Linked DNA regions of Mus musculus: all the other regions are linked to region 4. Evidence: chromatin contacts called from public Hi-C and HiChIP or PLAC-seq data. All regions are on one chromosome and are shown on one strand. Each heading gives the region's core, a stretch centred on a gene start, on an enhancer-like site or on the middle of the called end of the contact. The rest is flanking DNA. Distances are from core to core; before and after follow the strand shown. Region 1 overlaps Cdkal1 (CDK5 regulatory subunit associated protein 1-like 1). Region 2 has its middle 24 kb from the start of A330102I10Rik. Region 3 overlaps Cdkal1 (CDK5 regulatory subunit associated protein 1-like 1). Region 4 overlaps Gm40841 (a long non-coding RNA gene).

Region 1 (2,989 bases), core at 376-2,875, 1.0 Mb after region 4:
TCTGCCTGCATTCTGGGCCGCACGAGCGTCGCCACAGCCGGAGCCTGCTTCTGGAGGCTCTGCTTTCTCATTTGTCTATGCAGTGTTGGTGACTGTGAGTGCACTGAAAAAATCAATTAATAAAGTGAATTAAGCATAATGAATTCTAAATTATTGGAAGAAACATAAAAATGAATTTTAAAATAAGAAGCAGATGAACTGAATGTTAAATGATGGATTTTACCCCTGGAATGATTTTTCCGAGCTCTCCATGTGCCATTTTAGTATGATGAGTCTTAAGATGACAGTTTCTGAGCAGGTAATATTTGACATATGCTCTATGGCTATTGCTCCTGGTGCTTAGGCAACTAATTAAACCTCATGAAATCACATTTCAAACCGAAGCTGCAGTGTGCTTCTTTCTCAACACCAACTCTGAGTATGCGCCTGCTTTCCCAGGCTTTATCCCATGATTGATCACTATTACACTGTGTGCTGTATTTTGCATTCTGTGGCATACAAGCATTAATCTTCGCTCACACTTCAATGGTATAATTCATTAAAACACATAGTTTGTGTTTGGCGCACATATAAGAAGATGTAACCACATAGGAATATGGTATTGTTATGACAAAACACAATTAATAAAACATAAAATGTGTTTTTTGAAGTTATGGTTTTAATTTGCTACTGCAAAAAATATGCTCCTGAGATGCTGAGCGAGGTAACTTCCCAGGAGAGTTGAAATCCATTCCCTTCCCTCCTCTCCATACTGAAGAGATTATGATTAATACTCACTAAATCTCTCCTCCTGGAAAAGGCCCTAGCAAATTTCCAAAACCAAATTTGAACTACTGATAAGGCTGGAGGCCCTAAATTTAGAGTCTACTCTATTTGATTTGTGAATCCCTATCTTGCTTTTCCTGGTCCTCCTTCTTTCTTAATACTATTGCACAGCAGGGGACAGAGCTTGTCAGGAGTGGGGCCAGCCAGAGGCAGCACAAAAGAGCAGGGCCACAGTTGCTCCCAGCGAGCCCTGGAAACAGATGCTGCCATTGGTGCAGGGAGTTCATATGACAGAAAAGCTATCTGTTTGCCACTTGCATTTAACCTGTATTTCAAGGCAACTAGAGAAGACAGTGAACTCATGGTATTGGGTGATGGACACACATCACCCTAAAGCCATATGAGGTGCCAGCAGAATGTGGTGTGTTCATGCAAATTGTGTACACGGTCTTTTCTTAATTCCTCAATCTTCATAAACAAATGTATGAGGGGGAGGTTAGTACAAGTAAAAACAGCATTAATGGGTCTCATATTAATATTTATGCTTTACTATATAAAGACCTTGCGTATATTATGACTCTGCCTTGCAAGCTGAATGAATAACTAATGTTACATTATGTATGGGTACATATTAAGCAGACATGTCTACACTTTCTTAGTTCGGGATATGATTAATGCAGCCTATCAGAAGCCAGATGGTGCAGAACCAGAGGCATCAATCAAAATGAAAAGACCACTGCGTGCTATCCACAATGAGGTTCTCACAAATGGAGATTCTGTTCACAGACCCTAACTGGTAATAGGCAGAAAACGCCAGGAACATAGCTGCACTGTCCCACTGGGATAAAAACTGGTAGCTGGGGCCTGGCTGGATAGAAAATCTGGTGTGGGAATATTGAGCCTGGAGTCCTCAGAACCAAAGCCAGGGAGGCCTGGACAAACCAACAGCCCACCCTTAAGCTTGAAAAAGGAAGCAGCAGCTTTTAAATTATTTTAATAATGTTAATGCTGATGACAGATTCTGTCAGGCAGCACCCATCTCCCATCTGATTTAGGATGGGGCAGTGCCACACAGTAACAAGGCAGCTGCCGCTGCCATCCCACATGTAAACTGGCATCTCACTGCTTTTGGATGGGCTTTATTCTAAACAACCCCAAGTGCTTCGGTGTGACTCTGCAGTCTTTTTCCATGGATCTACGGGAAACAGTTTGAGACTGTTGTGTTTAATACTAATGACTATTTCTGGGGCAGCTGTAGGGAGAAAGGCGGCCGAAGGACATTTCCTGTTCCTTTAATAGCTTTACATAAAACCAACTATAGAAACACAAGGTGCTTTGTCTTCGTAAATGGATCATGTGTACTTAGAAAATGTTGAATGATTCCTATGCCCTATAGGACCTCACAAAAAATGAAAATAAATATACAGGAACTGCCTTGTAATAGCCACTGGAATTCTAGTTCCAGGGAGAGATACATGTGCAAGCAAAGGGAAATTCAAACAAATACAACTTCTTTAGAAGGGTTCTGTGGCAAAAATGTTGATATACTTAAATGGTGTTTTAAAAGTCACAAGCATAAAGGTTAAAAAAGTGAAAGCTTTAATGTGTTGTGTAAAGATAAAAATTATATTGTAAGCAGCTACACTGGAGGGGAGAGGTGAAAACAATGCCATTTCTTTCTGCTTTCATTCCATAGTTTTGAAACAGGACAGAATTTATAACTCATGTAGGATATTTTCCAACCACCGTCTGCTATTACAGGAGCATCTTCATATGAGCATTGCTATAGATTCTGCATAGACATAGGTTCTTGGTTAAGTGTTACTGGGGCACACATATGGAACTGATCCCTGGAGGTGATCTTAGCCAAATGACCCAGAGGTGGTATAAGTAGTTTCTTTAAAGGCAAACATTTCTGGTTTTTCTCCCTCTCTTCCCCCCTCTCTTCTAATAATATAGCAGAGAGGTGTATTTTTGTCTTGATTATTTCCGTAGGGTAGATTTCTCTGAAGCTGAATTATTCTAACTCATGTGAACTTTAAGGCTCCTTCTGAAATTAATATTCTCATCCTATATTATACTGTCAACTCAAAAATCTACATTAAACGTTACAAGGAGAACAATGATTTATAGCTATTTAAATTTATGTTGTTTTAATTATCAGCTGGGTTAGGAATTTTTCTGTGGCTACAAATTTCCATTTTATGTCTTTGATACCTTAGTA
Region 2 (2,700 bases), core at 162-2,661, 570 kb after region 4:
TTTTGTTTTTGCTTTTGTTTCTGAGACAAAATTTCTCTGTGCATACCTGACTGTCCAGGAACTCACTCTGTAAACCAGGCTGGAGCTGAACTCAAATATTCATCTGCCTCTGCCTGCTCGGATTAAAGGTGTATGCCACCATTGCCTAGCAAAATCAATCTTTAAAATAAATAAATAAGTAAACAAATAAATACCTTCTACAGTAACCGCTGTCTCATTGAGCTTTAAACTTCTGGAAAGTTACTCCTTCGTGTAATTTTAGGAGCCCTGGAGTTTATATTGAGTTTCAAGAGAGAATAACTAATATAGAACAATTCTATGTGCTTTCATTTCCCTGTAGCCCAATGCGTACACTGTGTGTGCTTCTTTTTGCTGTAGCCGTCACTACAGTGATAGACAACATCTGTTTTCATGGTAGCTTTCGGTATTCCCAATTCAGAGAGAAATGTTATCATGTAAAATAGTGGACTCTCATACTTGAGAGATGGAAAACTTACCAGAAACCGAGAGAGAACTGATAGCAACAGGACAGGTTTCAATCTGAAGTTCCGGTGTGCTCTGAACTCTACAGAATCAGAGAGATTTTTAAGAAGAGCTTGTGCTTGTATGTACTGGTCACAGGAGTGTAGTGTGTTAGTAGGGGTGCTTGCAGGGGTGTGGGTAAGAGTGCACGGTTGCTCGATCTGCCAAGGTGGAGTCTTTGAGCAGCTTTAGAAAATGAAAGCATTCTCAAAAGGACCACACTGGAGTTTAGAAGATGGTAGACAGCTGCGCTGGTCAGAATGGAGAGTCCCAACAGTCAGGAGTCGCAGACTCAGGAAAGGACTCAGTGCAACCCGGCCAGCTCTGTCCCATCAACCATGCTGAAAGATACTTCTTTTACTTCAGGGTGGTTGCTGGGTCGGGGAAACCAGAGTGATACGAACAGAGGCCAGCTAGGAGCAGATGGGTCAGAAAGAACCAAAGGAAGACCTGTTCAGATCCTCACGACGAGAATCTACCCAGGGCAGAAAGAATCATACCCAGCACAGATTTCCCAGGCACTCTGATGGAGAAAAAAACAGAGTCTAACCACATATAGTTCAGGACCACTTGAAGGAGGAGGGACAGGAGGAGGGGAAGGAAGGGGAAATGTAGGAAGAGGGAGGAGGAGGAGGAAATGGGGGCATTTCTATTCACAACAAACAGCAAAAGCTGTCTACTTCACTTGAAGTGGGCAGATAAACCCATCCATTCATTGCAAGCTTCACACAGAAGTTTTTATTGTTTATAAATAATTACAGCTCCCTTTCATGTCCCCGCATTCTGGGTCTGAGGAGAAAAGAGAACTGGGCCTGTTAACCTTTACCAACAACTAAGAAGCATTTATGGCCAGCCAGGTGCATATCCTGTATCTAATCTCTGCTTGCGTCGCCTGCCTTACTGCAGCTGCAGCAGTTGGAGGGAGGTGGAGTCATTAAATACTAAGGAAATGTTTATGCTAGTACTGTCCCAAGCTAGAGCAGTAAGAACATTTTACTAACTGTTTGCTGTGTGGAAAGAGTCCCAGAAAATCCATGCATACCAGGATCCTGGCGTCAAGGGCACACTGAAGAGACCCACTCGAAGATCCAATGGGGAACTTGGGACCCTTATCAGTCTGTGTTTGTTTTAGCACTGTGACCATTGCAGAAGCTTTTAAGTGCCTTTTTGTGCATCCCCCCCCCCCCCCCCCAGCTCCCTGTGACTGTGAGCAGGAGACTCAGAGGCAAAGCACAATCATTTGAAAATTTCCCCATCTGAAAAAACAAAGAACAACATTTTTTTTTTTTTTAATCTGTGGCGAAGAAGATTGCGAAGGTGATCAATGAAATCCGGGGTCAGGCGCAGTGAGTGCGAGCCCAGTTCTGGGACTTACTGGACGCTTGAGTGGGACGAGGCCCCTGAGCTCCAGCGTCTTTATTGGTACTGTGGGAAGACTCTTCCAACATTGCTCCCAGTTTTCCTAACTATACTTACCGACTGCACACCATCTCCTGAGAGAAAGGGTCAGCGGTGCGTCTGCCCCCTGTACAGGACGTGAGGTATCCTTCATATGGTCTACTACACAAAGAGCAGCAAAGTGACTCCTGTCACATGTCACAGAGTTCATTCAGTCTTTGCTCTTTTCTGCTCAAGCTTTTCTTCCTTCAGCTCCTCCTCTTCCTCCCCCTCCTCCCCCTCCTCCCCCTCCTCCCCCTCCTCCCCCTCCTCCCCCTCCTCCCCCTCCTCCCCCTCCTCCCCCTCCTCCCCCTCCTCCCCCTCCTCCTCCTCCTCCTCCTCCTCCTCCTCCTCCCCCTCCTCCTCCCCGTAAAGATTTATTTATGTAATTAATATGCGTACAATGTACCTGTCTTCAGACACACCAGAAGAGGGCGTCAGATCTCATTACAGATGATTGTGAGCCACCATGTGGTTGCTGGGAATTGAACTCAAGACCTCTGGATGAGCAGTCAGTGCTCTTAACCGCTGAGCCATCTCTCCAGCCTGGCATATCACCTTTTAATGAAGATATTCATCCCTTTCTATTTTTTATTTTCCTTATTTCATTCAGTTGTCTCAATGTTCTAGCTAAGACTTCAAGAACTGTATTAAATAGGTTTGGAAGAGAATGGATAGCCTTGTCTTGTTCCTAATTTTAGTGTAATGCCTTAAGTTTCTCTCCATTTAGGCGGAGGTTGG
Region 3 (3,004 bases), core at 165-2,664, 950 kb after region 4:
GCTGTCCTGGAACTCACTTTGTAGACCAGGCTGGCCTCGAACTCAGAAATCTGCCTGCCTCTGCCTCCTGAGTGCTGGGATTAAAGGTGTGCGCCACTACTACTACGCCTGGCTTAGACTGTTTTCTTGTTAAAACACCACTTTTGGTAAACTGACTTATATATAAGATTAAGTCTAAGTGTACCAGTTTCTTTTCACTTTTAAAAGGTGGTACTGGGGACCCTCCTCCAGGTCTATCTGGACAAGTGTAGTTCTCATCCCTACCAAGGAAGCGTCTCTTTGCAACAGAGGGAAAACCATGGAAAACCACCCCCAATTGGTATGTAGAGTTGTGGAGGCTAGTCCCAACTGATATCTATAGCACGACTTCTACACCTAAGATTCAGGATCATTGGAGAAGAGGGGACAGGAAGGTTGTAGGAGCCAGAACGGGCAGTTTTCTGAGAGACTCTGTTCCCTAGAAGTGTCATAAGCTACACCCATGAAGTCTCATGAGCTGAACAGGAAGGGATGGGTTGTCCAATACTGAATGGTTAGCCCTGAAAATATATGCACACAAGTAACATTATATAGATCAAGCAGGCTATATTCATGAATTTAGGAACACACACACACACACACACACACACACACACACACGGAACGGGGACTTGAGCACATTTTAAAAAATATGGCTAGCAGGAAATTAAAAAAAAAATCTGTAGTTTACCCTGAGTTTTTCCTGCACATGGGTACTCTAGATCACTGTGATGCTGTCAGAGACTCTCACAGGTCACACCACCCCTTGTACTATTCAGAAGAGGGCCATTCAGGTAAGTCTTAGATAAGAAGGCAGCTGTATCTGCAAATTGTAAAGACAGGCTCGATTGTTGTTTGGGCCATTAAATTATTCCTGCGTCTCTCCAACCCCCTCCAAATTACAGCTTCCCTAACATTTTAGGGTGTAATCAATTTGAGATTTTACACTGGGATTTTTGGGACATCCTGGGACTAGGAGAAAGATGATCCAAACTGTCACATATTCTTTATGACTGAAAAAGTGGCCACAGAAACAGCAATAGCAGAGGAACTTAAAAAAGGCAGAGAGGGGGATGCTCATTTCCAAACTTAAACAAAAAACAAAAAACTTTAAGCCAAAAAAAAAGAATGCCCAAAACACATACCGGCTTTGGTAAAATAAATCTTTTATTATCCACCTCTCTACCAGAGAAGTCAGTGTACACAGGAGTGATAAATAACAAGTGTGGTGAGACACAGCCCACTATCTGCCAACCATTTGCCAGTCAGGACTGAGGCCGAGGAAGCAGAGAGGATTAAGCAGAAATCAAAGACTGCCAAGCTCTAATGGTGTCTAATTAGCATAACAAAAGACACAGCCACAATCTTTCAGCAGCGGGCCATACATCTCATTAAAGAAGACTGAATAGCAATTATTCTCTCCTGCTATCCTTCCTTTCCCTTGCTTCTAGGCTTAGCTCCGGGAGACCCTGAGACCAGAGCTGGAGAGCCTCTGCTTTGTTAGCCAAGCATCTGGGCAGTAGGGGGAAAAATCCACTTGCAGGACCAGACACCTGCACTCTCAGTCTTCTCTGCTGGGGCAATGGATCTTCTTAAGCACAAGCAAGTCCTGCTATCCATCTGATAGGACTCCCACCGAAAGAGGTCTTTGTTGACCTAACAAAACAAAACAAGACCCCAAACTAAATCCCATCCCCCTTAAAAGTCTGCATTGAAAGAAACTTACTTCTACCTATGTGCTTCTCTTCCCCCAGCCTAGCAATTCCTTCTCAATGTTATGTCCCTGTCTGAGACATAATGAAGCGAAATTGAAATCCTACCACATTCTATTGCAACCTGTAATTAGCTGGGTGCACACGTACATGCACACATCATGCAATTTAAATGAGAGTCTTGGTTCAGACCTCGTCTCTGTGCTTCCTTTGGATGACAGACAAGTGTGAAAATACATGAAATTCAACACGGGGAGACAGACAGGACTTGTGGACAGGGGACTTTTTTTTTTTGCACATATTTAAACCAAGAATAAAAGATCCCACTGAACCAAATAAGCAAACAAACTTATTTCTCTAGAGTGATTGCTAAAAAAACCAAAAGTCTCAATGAATTCTAATATTCATCTATTCTGGGGTAAGGGCTGAGCCAGAAGATGAATAAAAAAAAATGACACAGTCATTTAATCTAAGCAATTATCAGTTCTGAACACTACTTTTTGATCAGTAATGCCCTTCTCAAAAGGAAATTTGGTGCGAGAGTTCTTTGATTTTTCCCCCCCCTTTCCCATAATGGCTTCAGCTGCCAAGCACAATATTGCACTGTGGACTGAAGCCAAATCTAGCCAGGTCTGTGGCCGCTCTAGGAGAGCTGTTTATCACAGATGCAGACAGGAACCTTTGCTGCAGCTCCCAGAATGGCACAGGAAAAAGCAGCCAACTGGCTGGCCTGCCTGGGAAAACCTATGCAGTCTGTCTGGGCTTTCCAAACTCCTCTAGGACTACTGTATGGCAGGCACCAGGAGACGCTGGGACCACTGAAGCTAGACTGAAAGTTGTCCAGACACTTGAAGGCTATAATATTTTGTGTGGGACAGTACATAGTTGAAATAGCCTTTGGGGAGCACTTAAATCCTACAAGGCCTTCTAATATGTGGTAAAGGACTTGGGACTCCAGAGTTGTGCTAGACCATAGTCCCTGTTTTATGGTCCTAACCAGTACTAGGCCCATCCATGCTCCTCTCATATGCCCTGTGCTCAAGCACATATTCCTGCCACCCTAAAGTCACACAAAGTCAGACCTTTCCTTTTTCCCAGTGACTGGTCTGAGACTTCATAGAGACTCCTTGGGGTTTGCATAGAAACACTACTTTCTGAAGTGAACACTACTTTCCTCTCTTGGTGGCTCTCCCTGCCCTTTCTTATTTCACTCCTTAATGAAGTTCCTTCCCAGGTTTTAAAAGGAAGCCTTTTTTTGCTTTGAGGTTTGCTAT
Region 4 (2,700 bases), core at 73-2,572:
AGGTCAGGCCTGTATTTCTAAAAATGCTACGGTCTAGTAACCCCACTGTCCCGTCTGTCTGCCCTGCCCCATAATAACCTCAATTGCTTGGTGACACAATGACATACTATCCTGTTAGAGTGCAATCACATCATGCTACATTATTCTGCAGGAGCATGGCTGGGTGAAGGACCCTCCGAGGGGCAGCATTAATCAGACAGCCATTCATGTCCACCAGCGTTTCTCTCTAGAAATGGGGACTGCATTAATGACCAGCTGTTTGAACTAACACAAACAAAATAATGTCTTCCACCCTGTTGGGTGCACAGAATACAGCATTCTGATCTGGCAGGTTCCACCTCTTGACTAAATCGAAGATGTAAATTAACTGGGCTCAGACAACATAGGCTTTGGCAATCTTAAAGTGAGTATATTTAAATTATATTACATGTGATTCAAAAAGCTATTGATTTCATATACACGTCTCTCCTTGCCTACAATTTTCCTTAATCCACGTTTTTAAAAGGAAAAGTGCATACACGGGTAACATAATACATATGTGCATATTGTCCAGGGACTCAACTGCAGGGGCTGAACTAAAATTGACTTCGCTTCGGGCAGAGAAACAAAGCTGGTCAGTAGTAATTGTGCAGCATGAACACAAATACAAATACTAAATGCACGCTGCGAAGGAGCACTGAAAACAAATAAGAGTAAACACGCTGAGCCTGCTAGCCAATCAGCTCCTCCCACCAGCTCCTCCTGGAGGCTCCAGAGAACGCCCCACACCTCCAAATAACAGAGACAGGGGATGGAAGGGAAAGGTGCCCTTCAACATCATATAGTGGTATGTCGCTTCCTCACAGGGTTACCAACAAGATAATTGCAAAAAAAGAGCTTCTTCAGCGTATAAATTAAGAATACCAAAACAACTCAGAACCTGCAGTCAGGTTTTAATTCTATAGTAGGGATTTTAGAATCTAATGGGGACATATGTCCTTGGGTGTACTTTTAACTTTCTCCCATTGGCATACAAAAGCGAATGGGTATATACGGAGACAGGACCCCAGCAGTGCAGTACCGGGCTGTTTGGGACGGTATTTTACAGGGACGGAGCTTGCATGCTCAGTCTGCATGCTTATGGGTCCCCTGTTTGATCTAACAAACACCCTCCTATACGCTGAGCATTTCCTGCCAGAAGTTAGGCAGAATCCAGCCAGTGAGATGTGCACTTCAGCCCTGCTTAATTTTCAAACAGAAAATGCCTTCATGTGTCTGCCCTCATTTGAACTGTGCTTGATAACTTAGTTATGACTGTCTTCTGCACTCTGTGGCACACAGCACACAGTTATTCTTGGAGAGATACAGTCTCTGACGCAACCATGAACCGCTAATTACAAGCTGCTGACATTCTGCTCGTCTCTGCAGCTTTGAAGTTCTGCTTTGTCTCATGGCTGTTCCACTGTGCTCCCACCCCTTACCCTCTCCTTTCTCTCTTTCACTTCATAGCCTTTCTGAATGCTCCTCTAGCACAACCTGGAGAAGGAGAAGGGATTATCAGACTTGCTTGCGTTTCTTTCCTCTCCCCACCACATCCTGACACACTCTCTCTCTCTCTCTCTCTCTCTCTCTCTCTCTCTCTCTCTCCCCACATAGATCTACAGTTTGGAAGTACAGTAATAAGATCCTGTCTCCACCCCACCCTCAGGAATGCACCAACAGCTGGCCAAACATAATCCAGCACACAGAGCCGCTTTGTAGAATTTCTAACAAACAGTGGGAGGACAGGCCAGACAGGCGTCCCAGAGGAGCCCCCATGACAACTGGGAAAGCTGCTTGCTCCCGGCTCAGAGCTCAGTTCACCCAGCTCACCCTTATCTATCTACAAGCTTCTAGTACCAGCCAAGCCCCGACAGAGGCAATGAGAGGCCACCCTCCTCCTTCCTACAGCCTCAAGCAGGCTGCAAGCTTTCTTCACACTGACATCAGCCGTGCCCTGCCTCATGCCACACACCCCTGCAAGCTCGACAGCCACAAACCCCAGTGCCAGGATCAGCAGCAGCACCTGTGGTCACCATCTATAGCTGGGTGCCAGGAGGACCCTCCCTTTTCCTTAAAGAATTTCCTTTATTAAGCATAGCTGATCCTAGCATTTGAAAGCATGTAAATCTAACACTGTATCCATCTCCACTGAATGCTTAGCTTCTGAAGCCTGTGGTATCCAGCTGGCCTCAGAGTCATCTGGGATACATTTATTTTGATTAAATTGATCGCATTTCTATTTAAGGGACAGAATTTTTCTGCCATACTGAATACAGCTGTGTTTACAGGGCTCTGTAGGAGAAGAAAACAAAACCGTACAGTGAGCCTTAGCCCAACGCTGAGCACTTAGAACTTCAAGGAGTTAAAACTGAAGGGGTTTGCTATGCCGTTAAAAAGAAAAGTCTATATGCAGCTGCTCTGGCCGAGCTTTCTGGCTAGCCAGGAAATAGGTCTTGAGCAGGAGCTGAAAACACTGGCTTGTAATCAAACCCAACCCAGCAAAGAGTCTCTCTCTTTCTCTCTCTCTCTCTCTCTCTCTCTCTCTCTCTCATATCTCTCTCTGTGTGTGTATGTGTTACACAGTCTCTTCCATGTCTCTACACGCATGCACATGCACTTAAATCCATGCTGCAAGGCTGCTATTTTTCTCTGGGGACACTGTACAGTCACCCAGCCCAT

What was found. Hi-C and Micro-C count contacts between places; a contact is called where the count stands out from the background. HiChIP or PLAC-seq counts read pairs in DNA pulled down with a chosen protein or histone mark.
Region 1: a contact with region 4 is called in a Hi-C map of cortical neurons, with 3 times the contacts expected there. The contact joins two enhancer-like sites. A contact is called at or near these places in 1 of 484 Hi-C or Micro-C datasets (cortical neurons), 1 of 115 datasets of contacts at active chromatin or transcription factors (bone marrow-derived macrophages) and 2 of 9 other capture datasets (embryonic tail and embryonic trunk).
Region 2: a contact with region 4 is called in an H3K27ac HiChIP or PLAC-seq map of double positive thymocytes, with 5 read pairs. The contact joins two enhancer-like sites. A contact is called at or near these places in 3 of 115 datasets of contacts at active chromatin or transcription factors (the SCID.adh cell line, bone marrow-derived macrophages and double positive thymocytes).
Region 3: a contact with region 4 is called in a Hi-C map of neural progenitor cells, with 1.7 times the contacts expected there. The contact joins two enhancer-like sites. A contact is called at or near these places in 1 of 484 Hi-C or Micro-C datasets (neural progenitor cells), 4 of 115 datasets of contacts at active chromatin or transcription factors (the SCID.adh cell line, T-cell acute lymphoblastic leukemia, astrocytes and 1 more) and 1 of 9 other capture datasets (embryonic stem cells).

What each region holds. Positions count from the first base shown.
Region 1 is chr13:29,415,081-29,418,069 of GRCm38.p6, forward strand. The region is part of intron 13 of Cdkal1 (CDK5 regulatory subunit associated protein 1-like 1); the gene reads right to left. Among named protein-coding and RNA genes, the nearest start is that of A330102I10Rik, 400 kb to the left of the region's middle. Within about 2 kb of position 1,626, at least 73 of the 459 cell types and tissues checked have an H3K27ac peak or open chromatin away from gene starts, as enhancers often do. A contact at or near this core is called in cortical neurons, where this site is marked.
Region 2 is chr13:28,990,965-28,993,664 of GRCm38.p6, forward strand. No RefSeq gene overlaps it. Among named protein-coding and RNA genes, the nearest start is that of A330102I10Rik, 24 kb to the right of the region's middle. Within about 2 kb of position 1,412, at least 38 of the 459 cell types and tissues checked have an H3K27ac peak or open chromatin away from gene starts, as enhancers often do. A contact at or near this core is called in double positive thymocytes, where this site is marked.
Region 3 is chr13:29,369,722-29,372,725 of GRCm38.p6, forward strand. The region is part of intron 13 of Cdkal1 (CDK5 regulatory subunit associated protein 1-like 1); the gene reads right to left. Among named protein-coding and RNA genes, the nearest start is that of A330102I10Rik, 350 kb to the left of the region's middle. Within about 2 kb of position 1,415, at least 68 of the 459 cell types and tissues checked have an H3K27ac peak or open chromatin away from gene starts, as enhancers often do. A contact at or near this core is called in neural progenitor cells, where this site is marked.
Region 4 is chr13:28,416,364-28,419,063 of GRCm38.p6, forward strand. The region is part of intron 1 of Gm40841 (a long non-coding RNA gene); the gene reads right to left. Among named protein-coding and RNA genes, the nearest start is that of Gm40841, 3.8 kb to the right of the region's middle. Within about 2 kb of position 1,323, at least 225 of the 459 cell types and tissues checked have an H3K27ac peak or open chromatin away from gene starts, as enhancers often do. A contact at or near this core is called in cortical neurons, double positive thymocytes and neural progenitor cells, where this site is marked.